3 separate regions of the Mus musculus genome follow, and regions 2 and 3 are each linked to region 1. A link is a contact called in public Hi-C data. All regions are on one chromosome and are shown on one strand. The core of a region is the stretch at or near the end of the contact, and the rest is flanking DNA. Distances in the headings are between cores, read along the strand shown. Region 1 overlaps Alk (anaplastic lymphoma kinase). Region 2 overlaps Alk (anaplastic lymphoma kinase). Region 3 overlaps Alk (anaplastic lymphoma kinase).

Region 1 (4,717 bases), core at 258-2,757:
ATCACAAGGCAGCAACATGGAAAACCTATTCACCGAGAAACAGGCCAACACCACATTAAAGATGATGAGCAAGTGCCTTCACACTGCCGCCATAGTGTTTGTGTATCTTCCCCCTTTCATACTATTTATGAGGGATAATTTGCTGATATTGTTGTTACCCTCAAATTATATACCAAAGGAAATTAAAAAGCACTACAGAGGAGGAAATAATGAATAGTAGCATTTAATTAAATCCAAAGTGGGTCCAATCAATGACTGCCTAATACAATAATGAGCTTAATTTAATTTTCATTTAATGGAAAAAAGTAAAGCTTTAATCAACGGCCTATGGAATTAATTGACAGCAACTTTTAAATTGTAAGTTTTTCCAAAGTGGAGTCCTAAAAGAATAACAATGACAAAAATAATGTCAACCCCCCCTGGTCTATATGCACTTTCCAGGAGCATAGAGGGAAAAGCTCCCGCAGTAAGCAGAGCTGAAGTCGGCACTTGTGGAACGCTGAATTAATTAAAAACCAATACTCTAACTTCATGAACTTTAGAGTCATCAAAAAGCAAAAGACAAAAATTGGATTTCTAAGAACTGCTGGTCTAGGGTTGTCGCTCAGAAAGAACTGAAATAAACAGATTTCCACATCGGGTGGTTGCCTGGTTACTTCCCAGGGGCTCCTGGCTGCTCTAAGAGCAGCAGTTGAGTGTAAGGAGAAAGCAGGTTGTGGGACAGATGTACAGGCCCTTCAGTTAACTGATCCATGGCTTGGCACAGGATTTGGTTAGATGGTGATGTGAGGCGACTTTTCCAATACCTCACTTTCAAAGCTTAATTTTTATTTGTGGTTTTGTTAGTGTGTGTGTGTGTGTGTGTGTGCATATGTGAGTGCAGACACACAGGCATGCCTGTCCATGTGTTGCCTGTGGAGGTCAGAGGTCAACCTCAGGCTTCATTCCTCGGAAGCCATTCACCTTGTCTTTTGAGACAGGCTCGCTAATTGCAGCTTGAGTAGGTTGGGCTGCCAGGCCCGTTCACCCCAAGGGTCTGGTGTCTCTCCTACCCCGAGATGGGACTGAAAGCCTGTGCTACCATGCCTGGCTTTTATGCGGGTTCTGAGAATCAAAGCAAGGCTCATGTGGCAAGTCCTTAACTGACTGAGTCATCTCCCACCCTGACCCCAAGGCCCCAATCTGTGAGAACACATCATGTCATTGTATTTGTTAAGCTTTAACTATTTGAAACCTCACACTTCCATGGGGGGAAGTGACTGTACTTGAACAGGTTTATCCATGAAGATGTGAACTGTGTGGCCACCGGGCACAACACCCAGGCAGCCGACAGTGGCCAGTCCTGAGCCTTCAGCTTAACAGCTCCATGACATCATGCAATTTATTTAACTGGTTGGAGACTCAAGTTCTCCACCTGAAAACAGAGTTGATGCTATCCGTTTGGCCATTCCTCACATGATTTGGTGCCTCAGCAGATGGTGAAGAAACACTTCTGCAACACCCACCACATACCAGTCAGCTTGCTCAACACTGCATTATGAACCACAGGACGCTGTTTGGGGACATAATCAGGGCCACAAATACAGGGCCAGATCCAGAGCTCACAGCCCATGCATCTGTCCCACCCTCTGCCACCTTGTGTTTGTTCCTGGAGGTCATACCGAGGGCAAATGTGAGGGCTCTGTGTGGTTGGAATTATTTCATCTTCTTTGTTCAGTTCATTTGCTTTTTACTTGTTGGTCTCGAGTTATGTATCACCTGCACACACACACACATGCACACACACATACAGACACATACAGATACACACACACACACATACAGACATTCACACACACACACACACACACACACACACACACACACACACACGACCCTTCACATTCTACCTGCCTTATGGATGTCACCTCTACAGCAGCAACTATAACCAACCCACATACAGTTCTAGATAACTCCAGGACAGGTGTTTGGAACAAAGCAGGTGCTATCAATATGTGCCATGTGAACAGTTACATTATCTGCAATCTCTTAGGCTGCTTTTCAGGCAACTGAAAAGTTCCTGTTACTTGCTCTTTAATAGTCTGTCACTTGCTCCACTGGGTGCCTGGTTCCTGTTATATAAGTAGTGTTTCATCAACTACTATATTCAGCAGGATGCTGGGGTCAATCCCTAACCCCCAAACTGAGACTGGAACACGAATGACTCACCAGCTCTCCTAAAAGTCTAATTAATCACAGCAGCGCCGGAGCAAAACAACATTAGCTCAGGCCATGTCAAGCAGTTTCCCTGGTATGACTGATGACTTTGAAGCAGTGGGGTTGGCTTGGGCAAGATACTATTGGGAATATTCCAGATAGCCTTCATGATCATATTTCATACATTTCACTGAGGTTGGTTGGAAAGCCAAGAACGGAAAAACAATGATGTCTAACAATCTAACCCTCCGTAATTTCCTCCACCTTCACTTTGCTAACAGTGCTCTGTAGGGAGAACGTTAAAGTGTTCAGTCACAGGAAAACTTTATAACCACAGTGTTGCAAATAGGAAGACTAGGTAGATTCTGCAGAAGAGAGAGTTGGTGGCACACTAATCTCAGCCTGGCCTCCCTCTGTGACAGAAGGCTGTTATCTATGTAAGGTCATTAGTTTGACTTAACAGAGCAGGGTAGAGGGTGCCACTTTAGCCAACTCAGCCCTCATGTTCTCTAGGATAGAAAGTGGGGCCCAACTAAACCACCAACCAAAGAGGATGGCCTTATCTGGAATCACTGGGAGGGGAGCCCCTTGGTTCTGTGGAGGCTGGATGACCCAGGATAGGGGAACACTAGGTTGCTGAGTCAGGAGTGGGTAGGCAGGTGGGGGAGCACCCTCATAGAGGCAGGGGAAGGGAGGAGGGGATAGGGGACTTGTGGAGAGGAAACTGAGAAGGGTGATAACATTCACAATGTAAATAAATAAAATAACCAATAAAAAATTAGCAGCAAAAGTTGGAAATATCCAGAAGTTGAAAGAAAGAAAGAAAGAAAGAAAGAAAGAAAGAAAGAAAAGGAAGAAAGAAAAGAAAGAAAGGAAGAAAGGAAAGAAAGAGAGAAAAGGAAGAAAGAAAAGAAAGAAAGAAACTGGGGCCCAAAACAGAAAACAGCAAAAGGGCTAAGGTTGATAAAGGAGAATCCCAAACTGACCATCATTATTTGGTTTTGTAAAGGCTCCACTGAAAGCTGAAAGCAGAATTCAAGATGCCTTATTAGCGGAAGCATAACTATGTGAATGGGTATGCAAAGGAAATAAATGAAGATGGAAATTATTTATTTATACACTTATATCATGTTAGCGTGAGCATTTTAAAAACAAGGTCTGTATCTTAGTTGGCTTTTGTTCTATTCTTAAAGCTTGGCGTGATGCCTTATCCTTAATAGATATGCAATGAATGATTAATTGAGTTCAATAGTCTCTAAGTGTTTTTCCAAAGATGATGTATTGATGATGTATTAATCTCATGCTTGCTCATATTCCAAATAGCCAAGCATGACAAATGCGCTATCTTGAATGTAATAGGTCATGCCACAGTGAACTCTCACAGGTAGGTTAACGGAGATGAGCTGAAACTTGGACCCCAGGTACTTTCTCTAATATATAGGGCTGTCTTTGGTACCAAAACGTGGGGAATGAGAGAGGTATGGTATCTCAGGGACATGCAATAGATGAATAGATATGCATTTACTCCGAAGGGAAAGTGGTCCTCAGAAAGGGGAAATAGATTAGAGAAGACATCAGCAAACCATTCTCATAAATATAGCAAGGTGGGAGTTCTGTAAGTACCAGGATATGGTCATCGTCCTACATCCTCAGTGGGGAGACTGTTGTCTAGTAGAAACTAGGCTGGCTAGGAACTCATCTACTTTATCCTCTATGGGTACACAGGAAAAGGGGTTGGAATCAAAAGACAGCATGTGTGCCTAGATGTTAAAAAAAAATCACAGAATTGCCACTGCCAATTATTGGAGCTATGGGTAGATATTTGGGGCTCAGCCTACAAACAATAGGGTCACATGATCTTGGTCAGGGTAGAAGAAGAGCTAAAACTCAGCATGCACAGCTAACACGCTCCTATCAGATGGTAACATGTCATGCTAGGCTCCGTGGTAGTATCCTCATGATATGCAAGTGCTCATGTGTCCAGCCAACATAGAGAAGGACATTTAGAGACCTATTAAGTTCTCTGGTGAGTGATTCAGAGAGCTCTGAATCAGTAGCACTAAGCTTACCTGGAGACTGGCGGAAGTTCAGAGTATCAGGCCTTGATCTAGATCTGCTGAGTCAGAAATCTGGGAGTCGGGGAAGGAGCTGAAGAGCCAGTAATTTGTTCCCACAAACCCCTCCAGGGACCCCCAAACATGCTCAGGTGTGGAAAACACGGAGGGAGAAATTGCGCCAGGCTTTCTTTCTTTCTGTGGATGTCATGAACCTGTTGGGCAGTGTAATGAGACTCTAGGCTCCTTCTTAGATGAACATTTTTCAAGTATAGAGAATTACAAAGGAAACCAATCACACTGAAATACACTTATCTGAGAAGATTCTGAAATATGCTTATAAAAATGTTATGATGCGATTATATATATGATTCTTTATTAATGCATTAAATATCACCATCTCGTGGAAGATCTAATAACATTTTGTAATTTTGAAGTAGCAATGAAGCCAAGCAGTATTTCAAGAT
Region 2 (4,474 bases), core at 1,447-3,946, 160 kb before region 1:
TGCCTCAGTTAAGTTTAGTTAGATGATGCTGGCTGCACTTGGACCCAGTTCCAGGGAGCACAGCATCTTCTCTACTTCCTACTCTCTCGCACGGGACCTTAGAAGGACAAACTGCCCTCCCTACTGTGTCCTTAGAGAATACACTCTTCACTTAAAGCTTGATCGTTTTTGACTCCTTGTGTGTGCCTCTCTCACTGGGCCCCCTGACACCCCTCCTCCCCCAAAACTTAACAAGAGAAGCATGAATTTCAGGATGGGAGGGAAGGTTACGACCCAAGAACCACAGAGGCTCCACAGAAGCTAGAAGAGGCAGGGAAATTGGTTCTCCAGAGGAGACATCCCAGCCCAACAGCATGCTTCTAGAAACTTCCCAGCAAAGTCTCCCTCTCAGACGGTTTTGTGGCATTGGCCAATGAAAGTGATTTCAGACCTCGGCCCTCTGGAGCAGTAAGAGAATAAATTCATGTTGTTTGAAGCCATTAAGCGTCCAGTAGTTCATTACAGGAGGGACAGGACATTAATATGCAGTCTAAAACCAGCTCTAGCAGGAATCACTGGCTTCATCAGCCAAGGCCTTGGCCAGCTGGAGGCCAAGGTGGCTTTGGGTGGATGTCTCAGTGCTTTAAATTGTTTCTGGGATGAGTGCCCATAGGTCTCTGGTCTGGTCAACTCTCCCCTTTTCTTGCCCACAGGGGGAGAAGGAAGGAAGCCCTGGGACAGCACAGGATCAAGTTTCTTCTGTGGTTCTCACACCATACATTCTGCTGTGCAATGAAGCCCCGTCCTCCTTCCCACACCATGCCAGTTCCAAACACTCTCAGATAAAAACCCAGGATTAAAAAAAAAAATCAAAAGCACATCAGAGAGTCAATACTCTCGTGGAAAGGTAAGGTGTTGAGTTTGTTTTTATGAGTTTAATTCTATACACCAATTTGACCATCATGCATTAAGTTAAGTTCCAGTTTTGTTTTAAAAAGCGTCACCCGTGTTAAAGGCTCGTTTTGACTAGAAGCTCAATGATTTGGAGAGTTGGAATGTTGCAGGTCCAGAACCAAATGATATTGGTTTACCTTATCCCCTTAGTATAATGTATCATCTACCCCCATGAGTGACCTAGTGAGTAATCTTGGTGATTACTAGGCAAGTCCTTTTGGAATAAGCAAATAATGCCCCCCCCCATCGTCTCCATTGGGTTCACAGTCTAAGAATGTCATCTGATAACAATCAAGGCCAATAGCAGAGAGATTTCCTCCTTTTATTGTGAACTATCTACCTGGTGTTTCAACTAATGGATTTGAAAAATCTCTTGGTTTATGATTTTCTTTGCTCTATTAGTATATAAAAAAAGCTACTGCTCCCATGTTAGGACATGGGATTTGGTGTAGCTATATCTGTGTTCCGAGGTTGTTGGTCATTGTATTTGGCTCCAGAATAAATGCTCTTATTTATTCATTCTCCTTTGACGCGAGGGCCATGTTTATTTTTGTATGTTGACCATGTTGTATCAGAAGTTAGGAGAGAAATGTTTCCTCAATAGCAGATCTCAGAGTCAGTCTCTCCTTCCAAAGCCCCAAAGCAGAGGAGAGGTTATCTCCCAAGGTAGTGAGTGGGGGAGCATTGTAGGGGTGCTAAGAACTGAGCCACAGGAATTCAGGGTACATGGGGGCCAAGAGTCATCTGTGCTCTGACCTTGTGACAGCTAGAACAGGACTGCATACTATGTGGGAGGGAATGGGGAGCCTGCTGACATTACCCTCCTCTTTACCCTCCAGCAGACAGGGGTCTAAATAGTTTCTATCCTGTCTCTAAGTGCCGACAAGCTAAACACTCAAACTATTAATGGTGTTGAAAGGGTGAAAATTCCATCCCACTCTGTTTAGACATTTAGAGAAGAGACTAGATTATGAGATTAGGGTGGAGCCCCTTTCGATCTGATCTATTGGATTCTACTGGTTTCATTTAAAAAAAGGTGGGGGAGGGGGAGGAGACCAGGAAGAAACACATTTATACCCCGGCCATGATACAGTACATCTGAAGAGGGGCCAAAGCCAGTACTCTGCTCTTTGGATTTCTAGCTGTGAGCTTCGTAGAAGCTGGGAGTTTAGAATGATAAGAAAGGCTCTCTCTTGTGAGACTATGCCGGGGCCTAGCAAACACAGAAGTGGATGATCACAGTCAGCTATTGGATGGGTCACACGGCCCCTAATGGAGGAGCTAGAGAAATTACCCAAGGAGCTATAGGGAACTGCAACCCTATAGGTGGAACAACAATATGAACTAACCAGTACCCGGGAGCTCTTGTCTTTAGCTGCATATGTATCAAAAGATGGCCTAGTCGGCCATCACTGCAAAGAGAGGCCCATTGGACTTGCAAACTTTATATGCCCCAGTACAGGGGAACGCCAGGGCCAAAAAGGGGGAGTGGGTGGGTAGGGGGTTGGGGGGGTGGGTATGGGGGACCTTTGGGATAGCATTGAAAATGTAAATGAGGAAAATACCTAATTAAAAATATATATATATAACCTAAAAAAAAAAAAAAAAAAAAAAAGAAAGGCTCTGGGCATGTGCTTGGTGACTTCATTTTCAAAGAATTCTTCTTTGGCTTTATCCTAGGAGATCCTTAGTCATAGCACAGATGGCTCTCACTCCAGCCTGCCACAGAAAACACAGGGAAACTCAAGGGCTTTATAAAGCTTCCTTCAACGTACAGCACATTTTAAGCTCTGCCGTTTATGCATACTGTGCACCCGCTGTGGCATCTTTAAGGGAATGTGAGTGAGTGTTTTGCATGCTGGATTCATCTTATGGCTTCTTGCACCTCTCCTTTATTTAAAATGAAGTCTGTTGTCTGAAGTTGGAAGCAAGGTAAGAACACAAACAAAATGAACATCCAGAATCCCGTAACCCAGAGGCTTCCCCTCCCCCCCCCTTTAAAAACCGTCTTGGCTGATTTACCTTGGGTTCTTTCTGTCTGCGATTTGGAAAGCGCTCATAGTCCCCTCATCTATGTACAGGTCTTAAAATAATGACAAACTTTTCCAAGGGTTTTAAACCTTTCCCTCTCCCAGTGTGATGCCCGCCATCATTTATTGAAACATTATTCAACGATTGGGCGGCTAGTCTGTTTATAATAACACTTTGAAGACTATCTTTGTGCATACACCTTTGCCCGTGTTTCCGATTATTTTCATAGGATAGGTTCCCAGAAGTGGAATTACGGAATCAAAAGGTATAAACATTTTAAAAGCTCTTGATACACATTGCCAAATTGCTTTCCAGAAGTGAATCCAATTTACACTCCTTCCCCAGCTGTGTTCACACATGCACCCCGTTCATTCTGCATCCTGGTCCACCCTGAGTAGTAGCAGAAGTTTTATTTTAAGCTAAAAGCTGTTTACTTTGATTTTTTTTTTTTTTTTTGAGAAGGAGGTTTTCATGTGTTCTCAGCTTTTAGATTCTTTTTATTCTTTTCAGGGCTGGGTTAAAAAAAAAACTCATGGTGTCAGCATGATAGGAAAGTACTCTACCCCTCTCATCCCTTCATCAAAGAGAACATGAGTACTGATTTACTAAGTACACATGCAGTCAATTACTAAGGTCTTGAATGCATTCTATTTGCATACACAGTGTATACGTTCATGGCATATTTGGGTATACAGGTGTCTAAAGATTCAATGAAATCTGAATGTGTCTCCATTTCTCTTTCTCTCTGTGATGCTTAAAGAGTATGCTTTCCTGTGGGATCAGCAAGCACTGTGTGTGGGCCACTGTCATTGTTTTGGGCGCACCTTCCATCAGCCTTTCTCTCTCAGCATCTGGATATTGGACCTTGTTCCTTACCCATTTTCACGAATTCCCTTTCTCTTTGGATAGCTGAACACATTACTTCTCAAATGTGGCATTGTTGAGGTTCTGCCTCATAGTATCATTAGCTGTTTGTCTGTCTTCTTCAGCAAACTGCCACTAACTTGAAGGGAGGTATGGAGTCTTCTGCGTCTGCAACAGTGTCTGGTAATATAGACCTCCTCACCCCCATAAAGACTGGGAATTAAACTGGTCCTGCATGTCAAAAGTGGAAGGTGTTATTCAATCTGTTTTACTGTTGAGAATACCAAGTTCCAGAGTGGTGACTGGCTTGCTGAGGGGTTGGTGGAAATTTATGTATTTCACATTGTCTGCTTTGTCATTTGTGCTGTTTCTCTCTAAGGGGCCATCCGAGTGATGAATGTGACTAATGCTGATGATGGGCATAGTGTGCAGAAGGTGGGCATATTTGCCCTTCACCCACAAGTCTTGACAAGGAGGGGTGCAGGAGCGTGCTGTCTTTTCTCTTTGGATGCCCAGGATTTGTAGATTTTTATTCTTGGGATCTCTTCCTGGGTTCAGGCTCAGCACCAGCCTGAAGAAGATATCTCTTTTAGCCCTGCTTCCTCTGCTGTCTCCCTTCTTCTCCTGGAGACTTCCAGATTCCTTG
Region 3 (4,751 bases), core at 1,937-4,436, 190 kb before region 1:
GAAAGAAAAGGCACATGTTTGCCTCAAGAGCCTCAAGGACACATTGTGGGCACACAGATAGCCCAGGATGGAGGGAAGACTTCTTTAAACAGTGAGCGAGGAGTGGTATTTACAAGTGTGGATGGCAAAGGAAGAATATTAATGTGCAGAAACTTGAAAATGCAAAAGCTTGAGGTAAGGAGTTTTGGCTTGGTAAGGAACTTTGGCATGGTACCACCGAGTGAGAGGAGTCTAGGCAGAGGAGGAGAATGAATGGTATGAGATACTGAAGCTGAGGTTGGACACATCACACATAACCTTAAAGAAAGGTCTTATTGGAGAACATAGGGAATGCCCTAAAAGCCCCAGGAAGCCAGGGACATGAATAGACTTGTGTTTAAAAGAATTGCTCATGGGCGGTCCAGAGGTTATGGGGAATCTTATCTATGATAGGATCTTTGAAAAGAGTACTTCCTGACTGTACAGGTTGGAGACCCTGGGGGAGCAGAGATGATATAAGGAAGCATGGAGAATAATGTTTCCAACGGCTAAGGTCTATGATGGGGCGCTGACAACGAGGAAGGTGCTGAATGGTGGAGATGTGGGATGAAGGCTGAGGGCATAGACTGCGAATGCCTACCACCGGGGGCTGGGAGAAGGGAGGTGGTTTGCTTCTGTCCTCTGCTCATTTCTCATTTTCTGTTACTTTCTTCCCTAATTGGTTTCTTTCTCTCCTTTAACCTCCCCCTGCCCCCGTTCCACTTTGTGGCAATCCAGGCAGCTGGGGTGGCCTCTCTCCTGGGAGGAGGTCAGAAGAAGTTGCAGGACTTCTACGATTTACGCACTCACAAGAACCTCACCTTTGAGGTTATCATTATCGTTATCATTTCTGAGATGACTATGCCAGACTCCTCTGAGGCACTGTGCAGGTGATGGGGGAAGAGAAGTTTGTCATTTTTAGTAATATTCCTTATTAGCAGCTTTTAGTGTTGAAGCATTTAGTGTGTACCGAGGAGTTCACCACTTTTCTTCCCCAAACCAGAGACAGCTGTATGCCTCCATTTTGCAGAACATGGAAGATCAGTGGCTGGATTTGTACTGTTTGTTCAATAAATTACTTATGAAGCCACTTAGAGGCTAGAATAAAAGATGCTGAAAACCTCCTGACACCCCGTTATGTATAGATTCTTTTGGCGATCCTATTATTTATTCCCATAACAACCTGGTGAAGTACTGCTTACAGGATGGGATGGTGAGACTCGGGGAGTTTCAATAGATGGGATGAGGTTACACCACTAACTAAGCTTGGGACCGTCCACTTGAAAGCCTGCGCTCACTTGGACACGCTGCTGTCCCACTTCCTCTCCGTTGCTGCTATAGTCTAGTTTGAGTTTAGCAAGCGAAACTATCAGACAGTTCACCTGCGCTTCCTCATCTTGTGCCTCCGGTCTGCGTGCCTCCCACACTGCCTCTAGCTTTGAGAACAAGTTGGTGGCTGGCAGGCGTTTTTTTTTTGTGAATGGAGACATTTTCTTCCCCCTGTAATTATGTGTGAATTAGGTCACGGTGCATTGTGAACCAAGCTGGCTTTTGTCTGAATCTTCACTGAGTCCTCAAATGGATGCTTTGGCCTCAGGATCAATATTGGAAATACCAGTCTGCTAGTGACCATCAGTGGGGGGAAGAGGAAGGCTAGGAACAAAGTCTCCTTCAAATGCATCTCCTGCGGAAGGGAGCCAGTGGACTCAACGTCCTCCTTGCTTTAAATCCCCTGGAGTAGCTACGAAACAGAGAACTTGCTGGGTTGAAGAGAGAAGGGGTAACAGTCAGAATTAATTTTACATCTCCCAGGAGGGATGGCTCCAGCACCGCCAGCAAGGTTCCAATCCCTGTGTGTGACTGTCACAGTCCCCAAGGATGAAATACCGGCCTATGGAGGTGGCACTCATACTTTCCCCTTCCTCCACTTTAATTAAATCCATTTGTCCCAGGGTCATTGAGCCTGGGGACATCTATGGGCTCTGATCATCAAGCCACATACATTGGAAGGAGAGGATGGATGCTGTTCTGAGTTAGAAGGGGGTTTCTTCTCTATGACAGGAGAGTTCCCATTAGAAGTGGCAAGGAACAGCATATTATGAGGTTTGAGAGAAGAATTCAAAGCCCAGCTCCACACTTACGAAGCCTCATGACAACAGGCATCACTCTTTGCCCTGCTTTGAGCCTTTGGTCCTTGTATTTCAAAGGTTGGTTCACCAGAATGGTAATTTGAGTATCTCTTGTAAGACTATTGTGAAGACTGCACTAGATGGTAGAGCGTGATGCTTAGCCAATAGCAGGTGGTTTTCCCTTCCAGTCTACCCTGTAGGTGAGATGCCACCCTGCCTTTTGCTATAGGCTATGTCTGTGCCACCTGTGGGATATTCAGTAAAGCACAGCAGAGTGTCACAGACATGCTGCTGTGCCAGGCCATTTTTAACTCAAGCATTGCTTGCTCCAGGCTGACTGCAGGTGGCAGGGTAGTGCCATCCTAGGGAGACAAGTGACAGCTGAACTCCACAGGCTTCGGCTCCAATCCAATGCCCCATGCAGCTGGAGATCTGGTAATCCAGCCATATCCATTTGGAAGTGGGAAGGACTAAACCTGGAAGGAGTCAAGGCTCTTGTCCAAGGTCACAGAGGTTACTGGTAGTAAAGTCTGATAAGAACCAGGGTCCCTGGTAGAAGCTCTTCTCTGGTCAGTGAGGAGTCTGGCATCTCCCTATGTCAACCTGCCTCTGGAGCTGAATCAATAGAGCAGTACCCCCCCCCCCCCCGCCCCCTGGTTCCAGTCTTGGCTCAGAGACAAACTTGTTTTGCTCCTTTGATTTTTTTCAGCTTTTCCTCTTTAAAAGAACGGTGGAGAATAGTGATGGAGCTTCCCCACCCACTAAGGTTTTGTTGTTAACGAGGAAAGAGGAAATGAGAGGAAATAAGAGGAAGTAAGGCAACATCCATCAAGTGAGAGAAAATGCCATAGAGATATGAAACCCGAGCATCATTTGGTAGTAGCTCGAGTGCCTCATTTTCTGCTCTCTCCACAGACAGATCCTGAAGAAAGCCAATCAGGCCAGGTGAGAGCTGCAGGAGATGAGTGTTCATTAGTGCGCCATCCCTTGAAGAATCTCGAGCTCCCGGCAATTGGCAGGAGATGTGCATGTCTCTGTGTGTACATGGGTGTGGTGGTTAATATTGACTGCCAACCTGACAGGATGTAGAACTGCCTAGGAGACAGACCTCTGGACTTGTCAGTGAAAGGATTTTAGATTGGGTTTACTGAGGTGGGAAGACCCAACCTAAAACCATTCAATGGAGCGGTACCATCCAATGGGGCACTACCATCCAAGAGGGCAGTACCATCCAATGGGGAGGAGTCTCAGGCTGAAGTAAAAGAAAGAAGCCAGGCCAACACCAGCTTTTATGGCTCTATGATTACTCATCTCTGATGCAGTGTAACCAGCTGCCTTATGCTTTTGTCATTGTGCTGTCCCTGCTATGATGGCTTAAACCCTCAAACTACGAGCCAAAATAAACCCTTCTGTGATGGTTTGTGTATTCTCTGCCCAGGGAGTGACACTATTAGAAGGTATGGCCCTGTTGGTGTAGGGGTGTCACTGTGGGTATGGGCTTTAAGACCCTCATCCTAAGTGCCTGGAAGTCAGTCTTCCACTAGCCGCCTTCAGATGAAGATGTAGAACTCTCAGCAACTCCTGAACCATGCCTGCCTGGATGCTGCCCTGCTCCCATCTTGATGGTCATGAACTGAACCTCCGAACCTGTACGCCAGCCCCAACTAAATGTTGTCCTTTATAAGACTTGCCTAGGTCATGGTGTCTGTTCACAGCAGTAAAACCCAAACAAAGTCACCTTCCCTCCTTAAGTTGTCAGGTACTTTGTCATAGCAAAGAGAAAAAAACAACCAATCAAACGTCTTAGATAAAGGGCATGGGGGAGTGTGAGACCTTCCCAGGTCAGCACTGTGCCTTGTAGGGTAAAACAAAGCAGGAGGTGGGGTGGGGGGAATGAATAGTAACTCACCTGTCAGTCACATCGAGGAGGGACAGCACTGTATGCTGCCACAGGCTTAAGCCTTCGTCAGTGGCGACATGCCAGACAGTCCGGCTTTGCTCCTTTCCGGTTTTGTTCTCCACCAGCACCAGAGATACGTTTCCTCTCAAAACCCCGCGGATGAGCCAGGACATGCGGAGCTGAGAGAGAGAGAGAGAGAGATGCACACATCAGTTAAAATGTTATTGTACCACGGAAACCTCAAGTATCCTTGCAGCCCCGGCAGAAGCTTAAAGGACTTTGCTGGAGGCTCATCTGAATTGATCCAGCAAAGGCAGCTGATGCCCACAGCCTGATCTTGCTAACAGCTGCCAAAGGACTTTCACTGGAGTTCAAGGATCTGGGCAGGAACCACCATCGAGCAATCCGAAGCTTCATTGAGGCTGATGATATCACCCCAAATTTCAGTGATTCTACCTCTGCACTAGACCAGTAGGGTTATTCAGGCGAGCTTCCTTAAGGATACCCAAAGATTTTTGCCTATGGTCTCAACTCACTATGTGATGTAATAGAGGTGATTTTTTTTCCCATTCAATTTCTTTTGATTTAGGAATAATGGACTTTTGTATTCCTTCTAATAATTACAGGTGTTGTTTGAACAGTGTCAGATCACATGTTAGCTAATGGGAGACTTCCTCTCTCTCTCTCTCTCTCTCTCTCTCTCT

What was found. Hi-C and Micro-C count contacts between places; a contact is called where the count stands out from the background.
Region 2: a contact with region 1 is called in a Hi-C map of embryonic fibroblasts, with 1.7 times the contacts expected there. The contact joins two enhancer-like sites. A contact is called at or near these places in 3 of 484 Hi-C or Micro-C datasets (adipose-derived mesenchymal stem cells, embryonic fibroblasts and nephron progenitors).
Region 3: a contact with region 1 is called in a Hi-C map of the N1E-115 cell line, with 4 times the contacts expected there. The contact joins two enhancer-like sites. A contact is called at or near these places in 8 of 484 Hi-C or Micro-C datasets (the C2C12 cell line, the N1E-115 cell line, embryonic fibroblasts and 4 more).

Annotation. Positions count from the first base shown.
Region 1 is chr17:72,156,929-72,161,645 of GRCm38.p6, forward strand. All of the region lies in intron 4 of Alk (anaplastic lymphoma kinase), which reads right to left. Among named protein-coding and RNA genes, the nearest start is that of Gm41613, 30 kb to the left of the region's middle. Within about 2 kb of position 1,508, at least 31 of the 459 cell types and tissues checked have an H3K27ac peak or open chromatin away from gene starts, as enhancers often do. A contact at or near this core is called in the N1E-115 cell line, adipose-derived mesenchymal stem cells and embryonic fibroblasts, where this site is marked.
Region 2 is chr17:71,995,180-71,999,653 of GRCm38.p6, forward strand. All of the region lies in intron 5 of Alk (anaplastic lymphoma kinase), which reads right to left. Among named protein-coding and RNA genes, the nearest start is that of Gm41613, 130 kb to the right of the region's middle. Within about 2 kb of position 2,697, at least 30 of the 459 cell types and tissues checked have an H3K27ac peak or open chromatin away from gene starts, as enhancers often do. A contact at or near this core is called in adipose-derived mesenchymal stem cells and embryonic fibroblasts, where this site is marked.
Region 3 is chr17:71,963,430-71,968,180 of GRCm38.p6, forward strand. It overlaps Alk (anaplastic lymphoma kinase), which reads right to left. Exons shown (of 29, transcript NM_007439.2): 9 at 4,057-4,226. Among named protein-coding and RNA genes, the nearest start is that of Gm41613, 160 kb to the right of the region's middle. Within about 2 kb of position 3,187, at least 24 of the 459 cell types and tissues checked have an H3K27ac peak or open chromatin away from gene starts, as enhancers often do. A contact at or near this core is called in the N1E-115 cell line, where this site is marked.